Linked DNA regions of Hordeum vulgare: region 1 is linked to region 2. A link is a contact called in public Hi-C data. All regions are on one chromosome and are shown on one strand. Each heading gives the region's core, a stretch centred on a gene start, on an enhancer-like site or on the middle of the called end of the contact. The rest is flanking DNA. Distances are from core to core; before and after follow the strand shown. Region 1 holds the start of LOC123451167 (protein AUXIN-REGULATED GENE INVOLVED IN ORGAN SIZE-like). Region 2 holds the start of LOC123451164 (polygalacturonase-like).

What was found. A called contact is a pair of places that touch in the nucleus more often than the background predicts.
Region 1: a contact with region 2 is called in a Hi-C map of seedling, with 7 times the contacts expected there. The contact joins the promoter of LOC123451167 here to the promoter of LOC123451164 in region 2. A contact is called at or near these places in 2 of 6 Hi-C or Micro-C datasets (leaf and seedling).

Annotation. Positions count from the first base shown.
Region 1 is chr4H:49,400,942-49,404,479 of MorexV3_pseudomolecules_assembly, reverse strand. It overlaps LOC123451167 (protein AUXIN-REGULATED GENE INVOLVED IN ORGAN SIZE-like), which reads right to left and starts at 1,950. Exons shown (of 2, transcript XM_045128179.1): 1 at 1,538-1,950; 2 at 670-1,297. The coding sequence starts at 1,139. The coding sequence ends at 807.
Region 2 is chr4H:48,415,565-48,419,276 of MorexV3_pseudomolecules_assembly, reverse strand. LOC123451164 (polygalacturonase-like) reads right to left here and starts at 2,315. Exons shown (of 4, transcript XM_045128175.1): 1 at 1,875-2,315; 2 at 1,497-1,786; 3 at 1,167-1,395; 4 at 656-1,055. The coding sequence starts at 2,315. The coding sequence ends at 834.

The sequences.
Region 1 (3,538 bases), core at 701-3,200, 990 kb before region 2:
GGCAGAATATAAAACTTGTGATTTATAATTTATCGCACATGTTCTATTTCTTATAGTGAACCCTACTTAAATTGCTTACTGTGATAGCAACCCTCCAGTTGCTTATAATGGTCAGTCTCAGTCATCATGCGTTGCTGGACGAAACAGCCCCTCCGTGCTTACTTAGGCTGGAATTATCCTCTGAAATGAATCAGTCAACACTCAACGTTGCACTGCCATTTGACACAACCTGGTAGTATTATAGTGACAGAAACTGGTAAGCTAACACAATTCTTTGGGAGCTTGCTGTAGCACAAACCGAGGAATCTGCAATTATGTTCTGTCACTAACAATAATCTGCTTGCAGGTTAACATGTTGAATAACCGCATGGCCGGAAACTGACTCGATGATGCATAATGCAACGTTCTAAGCATGCATCAATGCATTAAAATGTTACCAAAAGCAGCCAATTCAAAACATTTGACTAGACCGCCCTTATGAAAGAAGCCAAGTCATGATACAAATAAGATTTAGGATACATTAACCAATGAATTTAAAATAACTATGTGCACTTTGCTAGTCAACAGAAGAGAATAGTCACTTATCAAGAACTAATATAAATGGTCAAGTTGAGGTGGATGTTCCATGACAGAAAATCTGCACAATCTTGTTCAAGCAATGCACCAAAATTTCCAAACTCCAATCTTTATCTTTTAAAGTTACTACACGCACCACTCAAAATATATTCTTCCGAGAAAGATGCTTCATATTGCACTCATCTTATGCCAACACACAATCAGAAACAAAAACCACGCAGCAAGCCTATTTACAAGTAAGAGGTGGCCATGCTCCGCACATCAGTCGGCATGAAGGCCAGCACCATCAACAGGATGAGCAAGCAGACCGGCAAGAGCAGCAGTAGCGATGGCGGTGGGGGCAACGGAGGCAGCACCAATGGCAGTATGAGCAATGAAACGGTGAGGCAGGCGAGCACGAAGAACGCTTCGACGCCGAAGTAGTTCGGTATGACAACCTTCTTGTCAGCAGCATTTGCCCTCTGCTGCTGCATTTGCCTCTTTGCAGTATTTGGTCTGGCTAACACAGGGCTGCTCCTCTGCCTACTACCGCCTCTGTCCATTGCACCGAACTGGCTATCCATCTATTCTTTGGTGAGTGCAGATCAGCGGCTATCCAGGAACTGAGATGAATAAGAACTTGTGGAATCTGAAGGTTTTTAACAGATCTGAAGTCTTTGTGAGTCCGTGACTGAACTGCAGATCATCTGCTGTGGAAGAACTGCACCGCAAGTGGCAATACCTGTGGAGCGAAGAAAAATGTTACTAGAAAACAAGAAAATCATGCTCACCTATTAACCAAACATTCAGGTATGTTTTTCTATGCCGTCAAAATTTTCAAGAAATACTAGGTAAAAGGCCATACTTCTCCACGCAAAATTGTACAAACAACCTAGCTACATGAACCAAAGAACCGATGAACCAACCAAAACATAAATATGGCAAGAGTGTGGACAATCAAGCATAAGAAAAAAGGCAGTACCTTCGATCCTGAAACTTGCATTTTGGTGATGCCCGTACCACGCATCCACCTGAAGGAAGGCCTGCCCTAAGAATCCCCTCTCCTCCAAATCAACACCCCCGACCAAGAAAGACACCAAGATCACTCCGAACACGATGCTCTCGGATTGGATTCTGCCCACCAGCAGCTAGCACGGAACGGGATTAGTTTACGGTGGCGCAGGAGAAAGGAAGATGCCAGCAAAGGCGGATCCCCCTGACGGCGAAGCAGATATCGTCCGCGGGGGCGGTGACTCGTGTATCCCCTGTGGCGACGCTGCTGCTGTGGCCGGATGGAGATGGAGATGGGGATGGGGACGGGGGAGGAGAGGCCAAGCATGATGACGGAGGAAGCGAGAGAGGGGCAGACAATTTTATGAGTGGGGTTTGAAATCTAGGGGGGAGCTTGGAGGGGAGGCGAAGGGGGGCGGATACATTGCATCAAGGACCAACTTGAGGGGGGCAGGCAAGCTATGCATGCATGATGGAACAGGGGGTGGGGGTGGGGGTGGGGTGGGCCATAAGCCTCCTTCCTCTCCTTTTGGCAGTGGATGTTGCTGTAGTCTTGGTGCCTTGGCTGGGTTTACTACTTCCCCTAATTGCACTTAGCATATGCTTTGTTAGTACTAGAGTATGAGACCTTTTACTCTTATTAGTGTGAATCTAGAAGATTCTTATTAGTTGTTGTAGGGGTAGGCCTGCTGATGTGGCGCCTACATGGGTCTTGCTGTCGGTGTAAAGGTTAGCAGGTTAGCGGTGAAGCGTCACAAACCTTATGTCGACTCGATATTTTCGTCGCCGCGACATATGATGGCGGAAGATGATCAAGAACCATTACATTAATCCTACAACTAGGCCTCTAATTTAGTTCAGGAATAAAGAATATGCAGATAAATTATGTAATATTTACTGCGTTAGGATTGGCATTGTTAATTTGTTACTGTTAAGAGTTGCATTTGATGAAGAGAATGCATTTTGACGATTTTGGTAGAAAACATTGACATAGTTTTTTGGGGAACTTTACTAGACACGTTTTACTTTGTTATGGTGGTTAGTAGGAGTGTGTTCTATGCATTTGTACTGACCGAGTCAACGATGTGAACGTTAGCGGTGAAGCACCACAAACCATATGTCCACGGGATATTCTAGTATGTTGTATGTATTTGTACCAAGCCATTGGTGTAAAGGTTAGCGGTGAAGCGTTATAAACCCTATCTTAACATGATATTTTTGTTGTCGAGACAAATGATAGTGGAAGAGGATTAAGAATCATCATTTTAATACTAAATGTAGCACTTGAAGTTGAGAAATAAGGATGGGCAAGCAAATTATGTCATTTTCTAGTGTTAGGATGGATATTGTGTAATGTGCTCCTAATAAGAATTGCATTTGTGATGGAAGATATTGAGATAAAGATCTTAAATGTCTTTGTTCTTGACTAGACAAGCTTTAATTTGTTACTACGACGGTTAGTAAGAGTATCTTGTATGGATTTGTACTGACTCGACAGTTAGAGGTGTAAAGGTTAGCGCTGAAGCGCAAGGAACACTATGTAGATTGAATGTTTTCGCTATGCTACAATGAGTCTTGTCGAGATAAAATAAATAAATGGTGAAGAGTATCAAGAATCAAATCCTGATGCTAGCCTCCAAATGTAGTTGCGAATAAAGAAGGCATGGGTAAATTATATTATATTTGGTGTGTTAGGACTGATATTGTGTATCCCTCCAAAAAAGTTTGACATTGTGTAATTTGTTACTAACAACAATCACATTTGGACTACCATTATGTTCTAGAAGGATTTATAATACAATCTTTTTCCTCTCATGGCAAAGGTGTGTTTGACAATTATGATGGGGAAACTTGACATATAGAAATAATCAAGCACCTTTTTTTAGACACCATCTTTGATCTTTACAAGACAAGCTATGTGACGCAGATCAACATTATTATTTTCTTTTTAAACATAGTATAATTAAAGTTG
Region 2 (3,712 bases), core at 1,066-3,565:
GTCAACAAATACATAGCCGAGCTTGAGGTGACCAAGCCACAAAGAGCATTATCACATATGAGGCCGGTTCAGGCTAATACAAGGAGATGGATTCCACCACCTGCTGAATGTGCCAGTCTGCAATAGCCCTCCCATCGGCGTTGTGAGCGCAGTGTGCCGGAATGATCAGGATGTGTATCTGGGAGCATGAGCCTTAGTTTTTCATGGTTTAACTGACCCTCACATTTTGGAAACATTGACGTGTCTTTGGGCAGGGATCTACTTCTTCAGAACCTCGTAGTGGCGTCGGAGTGTCTCTCAGCGGTAACAAAGATCAACTCCGGAACATGTGGTATTACAGCCCCAATCATCAGGGATATTAAGGACGGGAACACTGATTTTCAGGCTATATCATTTGTCCACGAAGGAAGAACCTCCAATATGAAAGCTCATCATTTAGCTAAGCATGCTTTGCATTTGGGGAAGGGACGCCTAGTGTGGCTCCTACAACCCTTTGATACTCATTTTATTCCTGTAATCCGTATTATTGATCAATAAAGCAAAGCTTCTACCCCTAAAAAAAAGGTATAACCATCAGATTTTACATGAAGACTCAGCATCTCGAAAGTTAATTAAAAATCTTAAAAAATCCACAAGAACAACCACGCAAAATTTATGACGTTGATTGTGGTTTAACTATGTCTCAATCAATTGAGAATTAGCAAATCCGCTAAAACTACGCCCAAGGTGTATATTAGTAGTACAGGAACCAGCCAAGGTAAGAGAAGTATTTACAGAGCCAACGAACCAAGAAGACGCTCGCATTTCTCCAAACGGACGGCAAACTCCGATCGTCAGAAGCAGCTCGCCGGTCTGACCTCTCCGGACGCGGACCCGCCGGCGTTTCGGCACTTGGCCTGCGCCGGCCGCTTTTGCCGGTACGTCAGCCTGATGTTCCTGAGCTTGATCCCGCTACAGGGGTTGGTGGCGCTGCAGTTGAACTTCACCGCCACGGGCGTCGTCGACGTGCCCTCGATGTCCTCGTAAGAAACGTCGCTGATCTGCACCCCCGAGCTCTGAATGCATGCACAAACAACAACAGGAGTAGTTCGTGATACATACACTGGATGGTTCACGAGTAGTTGCATTGCATGTAGGCAACTTGAATGGTGGCATCTCTTACATACCTTGCCCGGGCAATCGACCTTGCGGGGGCAGTAGTCCTGGTCGACGAGGATGGGGTTCGCCACGCGGTGCATGGTGACCTGCGAGAAGGAGACGCCCGTGACGGAGCCGGGGTTGGGCATCCCCCATGTCTTGATCCGCAAGCCGTTGGTCGTGCCCGTCAGCACCGCCCTCTCCACGGTCACGTTCCTCACCCCCTCCTCTCCGGCCTGCCCTCCCAGGCTCCCGATGCTGGCACCATACATCCAACGCAAACGCAAAACCAATTATGTCTATCGAACGTTGCGCAAATCACAAGCAAACACAATAATGGATGATGAACTAGGTGGCACCTGATGCCGTGGCCCGGGCCGCACTTGATGTCTCTGATGAGCACGTCGGAGGTGCCGGGCCCCAGGGAGACGCAGTCGTCGCCAGTACCGATCGTGGTGTTGAGGATGCGCACGTGGCGGGAGAGCTGGGCATGGATGCCGTCGGTGTTGGGGCTGTTGGCCGGCGCGACGATCCTGACGCCCTCGACCGTGACACCGGTGGAGTCGAAGATGGCAATGTGGACGTTCTTGCTGTCGAGCAGCGTCAGCTGCTCCACGCTCACGCCCTTGGACTGGCTAATGTCCAGCGTCTGCAAACGCACGTACGTATGGCATCCGTTCGCCACAGGGAATCCGAACCAAATCGCATTGCAAAGAAAAAATCATGCCATCGCTCACCCTGGGGCCCTGTCCGGTGCACCTGCCGTCCTTCTTGCACGCCCAGTACTCCTGCCCCTGCCCGTCCAGCGTGCCGCCGCGGATCGCCAGGCCGTCGGCGTGGTGGAACATGATCCACGCCATGCTGTCCACAACCGGCGGCGCGAAGACGGTGCCGTTGCCGTCGATGGCGACGACCACGCCAGCGCTCCGGCAGGGGCCCTTGAAGTAGGCCCGGCTGAGCAAGAACCTACCCGCCGGCACGCGCAGCACCGGCCGGGAGCCGGAGCGTCCCGTGTCGTTGCACGCCGCGCCCCACGCGGCCTGGAACGCCGCCGCCGAGTCCGCCCCGCCGTCGGGTCTCGCGCCGTAGTCCACCACGTTGTACTCCGCGTCCGCTGCCGCCAATCCAACCAGTGCCGTCAACGCGACCAGCAGTAGCGTGAGTCTATGGCCGCTCATCCTCCGAGCCTTTTGTTTCGCGTGAGTGATTGGAAGCTATCTTGGTGAACTTACGATGATAATGATTCGATTGAGTGGGGTAATTACGGTGATGATCATGGCGTTCGCGGCATTAATACATAGGCATTGCTTGAGATTGACCCACGTACGTTGCTGCGTGCTGAGTTTAGGAGGGGTGGGAGTGTCGTGCAGGCCATGGGCATCGGTGTTGAATTACGTTACGGCGGCAGGAATTGAAAACGCCTGGTGAATCGTGGTAAAGACGGGCTGTCGGGAGTACGCTGCATAGCTGTATACGGGCCTGGTCTCAGGTGAGTCCTGGCAATTGTATTGTGCATGGGCCTTTTGCGTACGTGTTAGCCTCGCGGGACCTCCTATGCACCACTCCTTGCGACGATCGGAAAAGCCTATTCGTCGCTCTCTGCGTCGCCATGTCGGGGCTTTGCACACGCGCACCCAGCGAGCGTTCGGGAATGGGCCGGACCATATGTAGTTCCAACACCTCCTGTTTTAAAAACCTTCTGAAGGTTACCAGCTGGTTATTCCTATTTTAGAAAACTTTTACAAGGTTCCCTGAACCCTTTTTTTTTCTTACTTTTTTTCTGTTTCTTTTTTTCTTTTTTGTCTCAGTATCAAAAAATGTCTATATTTTTTAAAGTTGTTCTTCAAATTCGGAAAATACTTTTGCTCTTTTTAAAAATGCTCGGGATTTTCAAAAAATGTTCTTCAAATTCAAAGAAAGTTTTTCCTACTTAAAAAGCGTTCTGTACTTTAAAAATGTTCTCTATTTTCAAAAAATGTACCGTATTTTCAAAAAAAATATGTATATTTAAAAAACCTTTTTCAAATTCGAAAATTTATTGATTTTGAAAAATGTTCTAGACTTTCAATAAATGTTCAAGATTTTTCAAAATTGGTTCGCAGATATAAAAATTGTTCCCGTTTTCAATTTGTCTTTCTGAAACTTCCAAAAATGTTTGTGTTTGCAAAACATTCCCTCATTTTCACAAAACCAATCACATTTTTTAAATTTTATTCACGAGTTAGAATTATCTTCCTGTTATTTGAAAAGCAATTCACAATTTTAAAAATGTTCATACTTTTATAGTTTTTTCAAAAATTTCAAATTTGTTCATGTTTTAAAATTTGTACACAATTTGAAAAATGTTCGCGGTCTCAAAATGTGTTCACAGATTCGAAAAATATTCACATTTTCAAAAATGTTCCCATATACAATTTTTTGTTTCCAATTTTCAAAAAATGTTCGTGTTTCAAAATATGCTCTCATTTTAAAAAATCCAATCACAATTTTAAAAGTTTGTTCACGAATAAGGAATATGTTCATGTCCTTCTAAAATTGTTCGCACTTCCAAATTTGTCTAGGAGTTTTCAAAATT